2 separate regions of the Zea mays genome follow, and region 2 is linked to region 1. The links are chromatin contacts, called in public Hi-C maps. All regions are on one chromosome and are shown on one strand. The core of a region is the stretch at or near the end of the contact, and the rest is flanking DNA. Distances in the headings are between cores, read along the strand shown.

The links. A called contact is a pair of places that touch in the nucleus more often than the background predicts.
Region 2: a contact with region 1 is called in a Hi-C map of bundle sheath, with 2.4 times the contacts expected there. The contact joins the promoter of LOC100382223 here to the promoter of LOC100382272 in region 1. A contact is called at or near these places in 3 of 25 Hi-C or Micro-C datasets (bundle sheath, endosperm and leaf mesophyll).

The regions. Positions count from the first base shown.
Region 1 is chr9:112,209,329-112,215,582 of Zm-B73-REFERENCE-NAM-5.0, forward strand. It overlaps LOC100382272, which reads left to right and starts at 4,013. Exons shown (of 6, transcript NM_001175023.1): 1 at 4,013-4,179; 2 at 4,651-5,004; 3 at 5,600-5,798. The coding sequence starts at 4,123.
Region 2 is chr9:112,739,728-112,745,981 of Zm-B73-REFERENCE-NAM-5.0, forward strand. LOC100382223 reads left to right here and starts at 2,778. Exons shown (of 1, transcript NM_001174979.1): 1 at 2,778-4,530. The coding sequence starts at 2,899. The coding sequence ends at 4,056.

The sequences.
Region 1 (6,254 bases), core at 2,763-5,262:
GTGTCTCTTGCTTTGATTACAAGTCACTTCGGAACAAGAATGAGGAAGGAAGAAAGTGATCCAAGCAAAAACAGCGCAAATGAACACGAACACACAGTCTCTCAAGTCACTAGGTGGTTGGAATGAATTTTGGAACTTGGAGAGGCTTTGATCTTTTGAATTGTGTCTAGTAGTGAATGCACTAGCTCTTGTATTGAATGAGAACTTCAGAAAACTTGGATGCTTGGAGTTGTGGTGGTTGGGGGCTATTTATAGCCCTCAACCACCAAGTAGTCGTTGGGGAAGGCTGCTGGCGATGGGCGCACTAGACAGTCCGGTGTGCACCGGACAGGTACTGTTCACTGTCCGGTGCGCTGCCACGTCATCCAACCGTTAGGGTTCTAGAGCAGTCGACTGCTGGCGTCATTGTCTTCTTGTGGCACCAGACAGTCCGGTGCCACACCAGATACTGTCTGGTGCGCCTCTGACTCTGCGCGCACTGTTCCTCTGTCAGCGGCTTTTGCAGTCGACCGTTGCGCGAGGTAACCGTTGCTCCGCTCGTGCACCGGACCGTCCGGTGAAGTATAGCGGAGTGCGCCTGCCGAAACCCGAGAGTGGCTGGTTCAATCCTGTACGGGCCTAGTGCACCGGACACTGTCCGGTGCGCCAGACCAGAGCACACTTGGTTTCTTTTGCTACTTCAAATTGGATCCCTAACTTAAATATTTATTGGTTTATATTGAACCTTTATGTACCTGTAGAACATGTATTCTAGAGCAAACTAGTTAGTCCATATGTTTGTGTTGGGCATTCAAGCACCAAAATTAATTGTGGAAAAAGGTTAACCCTATTTCCCTTTCAGAATTCACGACTCAAGAAGTGCTCAAATCTCAAACACGATGATCCGAATGCGTGTTTGTGGAGTCTAGGTGTCTTAGAATGTTCAATGGAGGCTTGGTATTCTGCTCCATGCGCCTAGGGGTCCCTTTTATAGCCCCAAGGCAGCTAGGAGCCGTTGGAGCTCCATTTGGTAGGTAATTCTTGCCTTCTGTTCGTCAGTGCACCGGACTGTCCGGTGCACACCGGACAGTGAACAATACGAGCACAGGACGCAACAGAGAATCCCCTGATTGGCTGGTTTCCTTTTCTGTGGGGCACCGGACCGTCCGGTGCGCAATATGACCGTTGGCGCTTATCGACGTGGCAGGTAGCCGTTGCACGGCTGGAGCACCGGACTGTCCGGCGCCTCGCGCGAACTGTCCGGTGATTTATAGTCGACGTAGCTAGGGAAAAACCCGAGAGCGACGAGTTGCGCAGACCGTGCACCGGACTGTTGTCACACCCGGATTTAAGGGACAGCCGAGTGCATCTCATATATGCGCTAAAGAAGACAACACATATAATAATGGAGTGTATAGAGATAAATGTCACAATATAATCAGGTACTTATTACATAGCGGAAGTCTTACAAAATAAAAGATAAATATAAATCGAACTAAAGTCCATCCTTGGCGCCATAAAGTCAACTGGGAGACGCCACCTAGATCAAGTCAAACTCCTCGTTGTGTGGCTCCTCTTGAACCACCTGTTCTTCTCCTGTGGTGGGGTGTGAGACAGCAAGGGTGAGCTCACACATGTTCATCGCTCAACAAGTTGTGGGGAATAATGTGCATGAACTCACCAAAGGTGGGAGTTCATGTGATGTGTAAGGCTGATTAATAATAGGGGTTAAATCTAAGCATTGCTTTTAATAAGTTGGTCAAAATTTTATTAGCAGTTTTACACTCTGCAGAGGTTGTACCCTGCACCCACAAGTCATGTTACACATCTACCACTGGGTTATACGAGCCCCATACACCTCTACCAAGGAAGCGAGGCAGGGTAACACTACGAGGCCTTTACAAAGTTCCACTAGCTTCCGAAAACCCGCTACAGTTTATGGGAAGAGCAATTGTAGGAATCCCTCGTCTGACTGCCATCGCAGCAAAATCAACCCGAGAACCTCCCTACATGCCTACTCCCCTACTGCATGGATGGTGAAACTGAAGTTAGGGTTTGGACTGAGAAATTGAGGGAAATGAAACAGGAATTCTTGAGCTCACCCAAGAATGGAGATGGAGATGAGGTTCTCCACCATCACATGAAGATACCGTGTTGGATACTCCTTTGTATTATTTTTCTTCCTTTCTTTCTTCTCTGGTCTTGTTTCTCCACTATAAGAGGAGAGCATGAGTGAGTGAGTGGGAGAGCTAAACCAACAAAATGGAGTTGTTCCCGTTTCATGCTGATAGGTGGGCCCAAGGTAAAGGGGAGAGAGACAACTCACCCATAGTGATTCTAATAAGTGTTCTTTTGGACAGTCTATTAGGACATTAGATAGTATTGACATAAATTGAATTTGGGATATTGAATTTGAATGGAAGAGGGTTGATGTTGGAACACTTACCACTTGTTTGAATTGAATAGGCAATGCTTGACCGAGCAAGCAATCCTGGCACTTAATTCCATCTACAGCGTAGGTAGGAACCTTGTGGGGGTTAAGAGAGTACTTCTTGGGCGATATATCAGAGGGTCCTATTGAACAACTATAGAGCTGACCATGGTTGACTCTGATTGACTTGGATTGATTGGAGAAGATTATGGGAGTTGAGAAATAAATTTAGGGTTCTTGTCCTATAGAGGATGAATAGAAGGCCCTTCGTTGAAGAGATAAAGTTGTCCATTGTCGGAGAAGAGTTAACCCAGAGTTATGACTCAGTGTCATGGTAGAAAAGTTCGGTGATTCAATCGTACGACGGGAAGGGCTTACACTAAAGTCCTACGGGAGATCGGTGAGTCTTAGAGAAACATTGCTAAAAAAGTTTAGTTTACAACTACAATTGGATTGTGATAAATATAATTTATAGCTAACTTAATATTATTAATTTTGTATCTTAAATATTAATATTTTTTATATAACATGAACTAAAAATCGTTAAAGGGGACAAGTGTAGTTTTGTATAGATCAGTAAGTACACGACACATGTGTCATCCTCCGTTCACGTTACCAGGGCGGTGTAGCCTTGTGACGCAGTTGCACACGCTGACAAAACCGGCGACATCACGTTCGAAAGCATGGTTAACAGCAAGCCCAGAAGAGGAAACGCGCACCGATCTCACTCTCACCCTGCCTCCAATGCAATAGCCGGCCTGGCAAGCTGGTTCGGTGAAAAGTGAAAACAAAGTCAATAGGACGTGCTACAGATTACTAATAGTACAGTCAACTCTCTCGACTGACCCGGAGTCCGTGGAAGGATGCCCGCCGTGGACACCCTCGAACTCGTTACCGGCTCCCCCACCGACATTGCGGCCCCATCAGTGATCTGTCCCCCACCAACCCTTCCACCACGCCGCGGCGGTATAATAACCCGGCTTCCTCCCCAATTCCGCCACTCCTCAGCTCAGGCGAGCAGCGGAGCCGAGCAGAGCCTCGAGATCCCGCCCACCATTTGCCCTCCGGCCGACGCGGAGCCGATCGCTTCACCGGCAGCGAGGACGATGGGTTCCGTCGCGGAGGACTCCACCGCGGCAGCGGCAGCAGCGGCGTCGGTAGTGTTCCGCTCCAAGCTACCCGACATCGAGATCCCGCGGAACCTCTCGCTGCAGGCCTACTGCTTCGAGCGGCTCCCCGAGGTGTCCTCCCGCCCCTGCCTCATCGACGGGCAGACGGGCGCCGTGCACACCTACGCCGAGGTGGACCGCCTGTCGCGCTCCGCGGCGGCGGCGCTGCGCGGGCTCGGGGTGGGCAGGGGCGACGTGGTGATGGCGCTGCTCCGCAACTGCCCCGAGTTCGCCTTGGTCTTCCTCGGCGCGGCGCGGCTGGGCGCCGCCACCACCACGGCCAACCCGTTCTACACCCCGCACGAGATCCACCGCCAGGCGGCCGCGGCGGGGGCCAGGGTGGTCGTCACCGAGGCCTGCGCCGTCGACAAGGTGCGCGGGTTCGCCGCCGAGCGCGGCGTGCCGGTGGTCGCCGTCGACGGCGCCTTCGACGGGTGCCTGGAGCTGCGGGCCCTGGTGGACGCCGCCGAGCCGCTCGCCGCCGACGAGGAGGTCGGCCCCGACGACGTCGTCGCGCTGCCCTACTCCTCCGGCACCACCGGGATGCCCAAGGGCGTCATGCTCACGCATCGCAGCCTCGTCACCAGCGTCGCGCAGCAGGTGAGAGCGGGCGGAGATCCTCGTCCCTCCTGCCGCCGCTGGCCTGCTCCCATTCCGTTTCGGTCCCGTTAGTTCTAGCGCGAGGAAATTTTTTTATTATTTATTTCAGTTTCCTGTGCCTCTTCGATTCGAAGTGGCGTGACGGCGCCCACGCTTTCCAGCTCGGGAGGATTTTTTCCCCTCTCCTACGCGCTTTTCAGTCGGCGCGAAATAGAACGATCATTTACCACCCCGTCATGAGCCGTTTAATGCGACAGCCTGTCTCGTGGCTAGCCTCCCGTGGGCCGCGGCTGTCAGTAGCAGTAACTCTAGGCAGGCAGGCAGGCAGCCAGAGGCCCAGAGCCAGCTGTTTGACAATCTCACGATCCGGCCCGAGATCCGTGCCGATGTACAGTACTCCGTACTAGTATTATGATTTTAATGGCGCGCTAGCGTTCAACTCGATTTGACTTGCGGGATGGATTTTTTCAGGTGGACGGCGAGAACCCGAACCTGTACTTCAGCAAGGATGACGTGGTGCTGTGCGTGCTGCCGCTGTTCCACATCTACTCGCTGAACTCGGTGCTCCTGGCGGGGCTGCGCGCCGGCTGCGCCATCGTGATCATGCGCAAGTTCGAGATCGGCGCGCTGGTGGAGCTGGTGCGCGCGCACGGCGTGACCGTGGCGCCCTTCGTGCCGCCCATCGTGGTGGAGATCGCCAAGAGCCCCCGCGTGGGCGCCGCCGACCTCGCCTCCATCCGCATGGTCATGTCCGGCGCCGCGCCCATGGGGAAGGACCTCCAGGACGCGTTCATGGCCAAGATCCCCAACGCCGTGCTCGGCCAGGTCTGTTCGCGCCCCCCACAATCCTCCACACCTCGTAACCACGCTTCACGAATCAACGAAATGCCGGTTTCGTGATTAAGTGCATGTGCATGTCCACAGTGGTAGCAGTACGAGTAGTATTATTATAATTGTACACTGTAGTAGCATAGTGAGCGCGCGAGGTAGTGAAAGGGATGAGATAGAGAGTTGGTGGGGGGTAGCATTAGCGTACGCCCGCGCTTTTGTCGTGTTTTTTTTATGGCTGCATGACCACTCGGGTTTGCTTGTGCCGCCTGCCAAGGCGACGTCTCAACCACAACGAACGCCTTTACGCCGGCGCTCTGTTTGTTCGCCCGCGCCTGATGGAGGCGCTAGTGTGGTGTGGTGAAAGGTCGGTGCGCACGGCAAGCCCATGATTCCGGTTGCCGTCTCGCTAAGAAAGCATTTCGTTCAACCACTTGTTCCGGTCTTTTCCTCCCAGACTCTGGGTGGGCGAGTCCCACCACGGATGCCGGTGCACCTACATCGTTGTACTTGTACAAGACCGAGACGATAGGTTTTGTCTGTTGAAACGGGAATGTGATGTTTACGAATAACCTCTGTTCGTTTCCACCAGGGGTACGGGATGACCGAGGCGGGGCCCGTGCTGGCCATGTGCCTGGCCTTCGCCAAGGAGCCGTTCGAGGTCAAGTCCGGCTCCTGTGGCACCGTCGTCAGGAACGCGGAGCTGAAGATCGTCGACCCAGACACCAGCGCGTCGCTGGGACGGAACCAGCCAGGCGAGATATGCATCCGCGGCGAACAAATCATGAAAGGTACCGTCCAAAGCTTTCACCACTTATGGCTAGCGTGGATAACCTTTTTTTTCTTCGAGTTATTATGCACACTAACGTCGAAGAGCGCACGTATATAAGCATCTTTAAAGATCGAGCAATACCGTTAAATTCTGAAATAAACGAAGAGTCAAACCTAGCATCTACAGATGCTAATGGACTACGCACCCTTTCACAACTAGCATGGGCAACTTGATAATTTTTCTTTAGAATTAAGGTAGAGCCCACTAGCACGTAAACTAATTTGTCTTCTCCTTCGCCGTCGACCATCAGTCATTAAAGCCTGGGTAGCATCAGAATACTGTTTGCCCTTGTACACATGGGTACTTCAGGAATTGGTTCCGTTATGTTGAGCACCAGATTTGGCTGTGACCCAGACGGTCCACGCCTTAGACGGTTCGCGGTGTAGGTCGAACGGTCCACGATTAGATTAACTTA
Region 2 (6,254 bases), core at 1,528-4,027, 530 kb after region 1:
TTCGCCACGAGAGGCACGCGAGCGTACGGGACCGCGGGCCGCAGCCACGCGCCGGTGCCACCACGCGTGCCAGCGGCACCATGTTGTGGATCCGGTTCCGTTCGGTCCTACAGGGCCGCCATCGCGCCTTGCAGGCTCCTTTTTTTTTTCTCCGCTGGTCACCCGCGACGAAGATTGGCACGTACTACCATGGTAGGCGCTGGTACGACCAACCAACGGTGACCGTGCACCCGCACTCACGACGGCTTTGGGGGTGGGGGTGGGGGGACCCTTGTCACGCTTGCCGTGTGTGTGCGGCTTCGAATCATCATCCTTATCTATTCCATTATTAGGCTGCACAGATCACGAGCGCCACGTCGCCATCTACTCTCCCCCTTCCCACCTTCAAGTACGCGTGCCCACGCACATACGACGCCGGCGGCGGCAGCGGCGCTGTTTTTTCACCGGGCTACCCGTGTCGAGACGCCGACACACGACCAACTATCCCAAACAAGCGCCCGCCGGGCTCCGGCGTGCTGCTTCAGACAGAGTCCAGAGCCTGCCGTCGTTTTCAGCTTTCACCGCTCCCATCGATGGATTCCCGGCGATCGCACCGTCGCCTGCCTGCGTCTCCTCCCCTGTCACGGCCCGCCCGCCAATCGCGCGTATTTTGGCAGCCGCGCCGCGACGCGACGCGACGCCGACCACTGGCTGCCTGCCCCGCGTCGTCTCGGCCCGGTTTTTTTTTCCATCCAAGTGGGTCGCAGAATCTACTCGTCCGTCCGCGCACGATCCCCGCGTCCGTATTTCCTGTTTTGACCAGGATTTTGTGCTGATGCATCCGTTGTATGAGTAGTAGGTTCTATGCGTTGGTGTCGACAGACAAAACTACTGCGAGTTTGGTAAAAGGGATCTTTCTTCTGCGACTGTTGAGCTAGCTACAGACTATAGTGGATCGATTTTCTGTTGCCTGGTGATGATGGCCGTAAACGTGCCTGTAGCTGTCATCTTACAGACTTACGGTAGCGGCAACCAACTAATTGCATTGACCGACCGCTGTTGTCGCGTCCCCTCTCAGGCCCGTCCCATGCCCAAACGCTGGAAAAATCTATCGGCAGCAAATAGTCGCGTCCAAGTTGATTATTTGATCCATATATTATTATATCACGGTGCAACAAAGATGGAATCGTTACAAAAAAAAAATGCACAAGGTTTCCATCCATTTCGATATCAGGTTTGTTGGAGACTAATCTCGGGTGGCTGTTGTCGGAGGAAAAGACGGTGGTCGCAGTACGGTCCGCACCGACACAGGGAAAACGAGCAGCACGAGTCTCCAGGCTCGTGTCGAGAGCGCATCGGTACCGGAGAGGTCGGTGCCTCGGACGGCCTGCGCGTGCAGAGCCCAAACTCTCACGCACACGCACCGACGCAGCGCCATCTCTCCTCTTTCATCCGAAACCCACGGAGACAGAGCACGGCAGCGTGTAGCAGTGTCAGTGTGTAAATAAATAAATAAATAAATAAATAAAAATAGACATACTTCTACGAAACTATAAAAGTTATTAGAGAGAAATTAAAAAAAACCAGAAAATGGCATATATGGGAGTGATGAGAGGAAATAAATTGGAAACTTCTCGGCCAGGACAAATGGGCCCCACGCACGCCGCACATTCTCGTAGCTACGTACTAGCTTTCCTTTCCTTTGCGGACACGCCCGTCCGCGCCCACCAGGCCCACTGGACTGCTGTCCATCACGGCTGTACAGTACTAGTACATGCACCTCTCGCCGGGCCCACAAGCGGCCCTCCTCCTCCTGTCCTGGCCTCCTCGGGCCAGGAGCCAAGTTGCTGCCGTCGCGTCGGTCGTCGACTCGTCGTGATCGCGGGCAGCGCAGTAGCTGCCGCGTCCTTGGGTCCGTGCCTGGGTGGCGGAAAACTCGTACGCGTACGGCCAAACAAGCTCGAAGAATCACCGGAGCCGGCCGCTGGCCAGATCCAATCCAACAAGAACCGGATGGACCGAGCTTCACGGCAATCGTTTCGAAATCCGGCCACGCGGCCGTGGCATGTTGTAACACTTGAACCAAAGCACGACGAGCCCGAACCGATTCCCGGTTGCAGTGAGGGGTATTACTTCGCCTTCGTTTCAAAATAATTGCCACAAAGACCATTCTTTCCTCAAGTTCCTGTGGCTGTTCCTGGCCACATTCACCCTGTGCAGTAGTACTCCTGCATGGATGCACAAGCACAAAGACCATTCTTTCCGATCGTGCACCGCCCACTTTTGTTGGTCAAAGCATCCAACATCCAGCACCATTGCAACACGATGAGGGGCGGATCAATGGCACTTTTGTGGTGTCAAATTCTGGACTGGATTGAGTGGTTCACTGTTTTCTGGTCTGGAACCGTTTCCGACTTGGAACCTTCAAGGCAACCGAACACGGGGACGCCACATCCTGGGGACGATATGGCCACCATGGTGACACCGTCGGCGATGGAAATTGAGGTCTTATTTACGTAGTGTAGTTTAAAGTAGAAAACGCTGTAGGCATTCCATGGAGAGGCGAAGCCTTATTGCTGCGTGCCAAGTTCGGGACGATGAAGAACGGGCTCCGGCGCTGCCAGCCTGCCACCATGGGCTCTCATTCGGGAGAAGACAGAAGAACGACTGTGGGTTGGAAAGGGCTGTAGCTGTAGTTGCCCTTGGCAGGAGGGGAGGAGTGGAGGACGCCAGCTGAGAAAAGCCGCACGACTTGGCACTTGCCCAGAGTCCACTCACCTCTATAAATTCGTGCCCACCCCGCTTCAGGTTCCATTCCTCATCACCAAGCCGAACCACAGAGCTCCCCCACACCCACAGCGGGGTGAAGCGAATCGCATCAAATTCGACCGAAGAATCGCGCCGCTCGGCCCGGCCACCATGAGCTTCTCGTCCATGAGCAAGCAGCAGGTGCTGGACGCCGGTGACGGGGAGGGGGAGGAGGTCATGGAGCTCATCCCGGGCCTGCCGGAGGAGGTGGCCGAGAAGTGCCTCCTCCACCTGCCCTTCCTCTACCACCGCCTCTTCCGCACCGTCTCCTCCACCTGGAACCGCTTCCTCACGGACGCCCTGGCCAAGCCACTGCTGTTCCCTCACGCGGCGGGGGCGGGGACCGCGGCCACGGGGTCGGTGCCCTTCCTCTTCGCCCTCGCCTTTGACCCCATGTCGCGGCGCCTCCAGTGCCAGGCGCTCGACCGTTTCTCGAGGAAGTGGCTCCTGCTCCCGCCGGTGCCCGGCGGCGCCGCGGCCGGGTCGTTCGCGGTGGTGGGGCTCCCCCGCCGCGGCCAGATCTACGTGATTGGGGGCGTCGAGGAGGGCGGCGACAAGGCCGTGACGAGCGTGGCGGTGTACAGCGCCGCGCGGAACGGGTGGGAGGAGGCGGCGGCGATGCGGACGCCCCGCGGGTACATGGCGGCCGGGGAGGTGGGAGGGCGGGTGGTGGTGGCCGGGGAGGACGGCGAGGCGGAGGTCTTCGACCCGGAGGCCGGGCGGTGGTCGCCGGCCGCGCCGCGCCGCGGCGCCGCCGTGGCGCGGTACGACGCGGCGGCGGCGGGCGGGAAGCTGTACGTGACGGAGGGTTGGGCGTGGCCGTTCGAGCGCGCGCCGCGCGGCGCCGTGTACGACGCCGCCGCGGACTCGTGGTGCGAGATGGCGCGCGGGATGCGGGAGGGGTGGACGGGCTCCTGCGCCGTCGCCGGCGGCCGGATGTATATCGTGGCGGAGTACGGGGAGTGGCGGCTGAAGCGGTACGACGAGGCCCGGGACGAGTGGCGGATGGTGGCCGGCACCGGGGTGCCCCCCGAGGTGCGCCGGCCGCACGTGGTCGCTGGCGAGCTCGGGGAGGTCGCTGGCGGGAGGCGGAGGATATACGTCGTCGGCGCCGGGCTCGACGTCGCCGTGGGCACGGTTTCTGCCGCCGCATCCGCCGCCGCCGCGGTACCCGGCGTCGAGGACGAAGTGGTGGAGTGGGAGGTGGTCAAGGGCTCCGCCGAGTTCGCCGGGATGGCGCCCTGCAACGCGCAGGTCCTATACGCTTGAGGCGCCGCCGGACCCCGCCTTCGGGTAGAACGTCCGCAAACCGATGGTTCGGTACCAGTCGGCGCACCCACAGGGGTCCACCAGCCCCGTGCCGCATCACGTCGCCGGCGAAGCGCATACCTAGCCCACATGTCAGTGGAACGCGACGGCTCCCGCTCCATCGTCTCGCCGGCAGGAGCGAGTGGCTTGCTGTTCCTGTTCCTGCTAGGAGAGAAGTATATAGATGACCCAGAAGAAACCAGATGCGCAAACGCAGCTGCACAGGCTCGCAAGTCGCAACGTGGTGGTCTGGTGGACGAGTGTGTGAACCGTGAGCGAGCATTGATGGCACTAGAGAAAGGCTGAAAAATCTTTTCTTCCATGTGGGGCCGAGGAAGTGTGCAAGCAGTAGAACTTATTTTTCTTTTCAGGCTTTTTTTTACCTGTGTATATTGGATTTTGGTAAAGACTTTATTTGCGTTCGTCGCAATGCACAAACATCCGGATCGAACCGTACATCTAAAATCGTAGAGCTGAGGCCAATGTTCCTACCTTATGTTCAGTGTACTTTGGAGAGGATTCCTTCTGCTACGATCCTTATGGACTAGTTTGAGAATTTTATTTTCTCTGGTGATTTTTATTTTTCTAAGTGAAAATAAATTAAACAAAATTTTCTTAGGAAAATAAAAATCATTTGAAAAAATAGGATTCTAGACTTTTAATCTCACAGATTCTTTAATTGTTTATTTCTTTGTGATATTAACTCTTTTAAGCTCAGTTCTACCTACAAAGCAGCGTCGAAAAATTTAGGTGTTGCTAACGTAACGACAAACAAAATTTCATGACACAATTTAAAGCAACTCGCAACTACAAATAAGTGATAGATGTGCAAAATATCTTATTCAAGAGTCATCGTGATCATAATCCATTTACAACAAAATGCCATATTGAATGAAATCTGAAAAAAAGAAAAAAAAATGAGTTAACAACGTCAAATTGAAGTAAAAATTGTTGAACAAGTGAAATAAGAATAAACCTCTAGTTGAGTTGAGTTCTAGGACCTAGTTTCTTATTTTGAAATACCTTCTTAAATTTCTGAAGATCGAGTCCTTTAAAATTTTTTCTTTCAATATAGCACGCCGTCAAGTCATTTAACCAACCATGAGACATCTTATTGCGTAACTCAGTCTTGATAGTATTCATAGCAGAGAAGTCCCTTTCAACTCTTGCAGTCGCCACCGGTAACCGCAGTGTTAACTCAATAAGTCGATATACCAATATGCCCCTCAAGTTGAATAATTGTCTTTGATAGACTCGCAAAATCATGACAAGGTTTAAACTCTTCAAGTCTTCGCACATGAATAATAAAGTTCTTTGATGATCTTTTATAGTTTTGTCATCGTCAAAAGAAGAATCATTATATATATATATAAGCTCATCCACATCAAACTTAGAGAACGAGTTTCTTGGGTCAAGACAAGAAAAACACACCAACAACTCTGAAGATATCTCATTAAAGCGATGATCCAACTCTGTGGTGATATAATCTATAGCAGCATAGAAAGTATCAACACAATAAAAATGTTCTATGGTAATATTGTTTCTCCCACCTTTCCTTGATCGAACAAAACATGGTACAACATCACTCGTTTTTTATATTGGGATATCATTTGCAATGCAAAATGTTGTGGTTTCTTCCAACGGTAGCTCCCAACCATCATTTTCAAAATAACCAAACATGTTCTCACATCAACAACCAAAGACATGGCTTGGACAACATTTTAATCCTTTCTTTGTGATACGAAGGATCAGTAACATCATCTTCATCATAAACACAAAGCTGAAACACTCCATTTTTTCAACAATGCCACCTGCACGTGATGGATTGCGCTCATCTTGATGCACAATTTAAGACTCCTATTATTGATTCCCACACTAACTCAATACAGAGCAAAGTCTTGTAATGAGATCCCATCTTGTATCTCTAGGTCTTCACAATGATGTTTCTTGTTGTTTGCCTCTGTGTGATGAAAATTCTCCACTCTCCAACTTAGATAAGAGATTCAAACGATGCTTATGTTGTAATATATCATTCTTTTTGCAAGAAGCACTAGTGCTACTCACAAATGATGTTACATACTCAAAGAAATCCTCATGTGACAATAGAACCACTAATGCATCATGGCAAAATTTATCATCCATTCAATCATGCTTAAAAA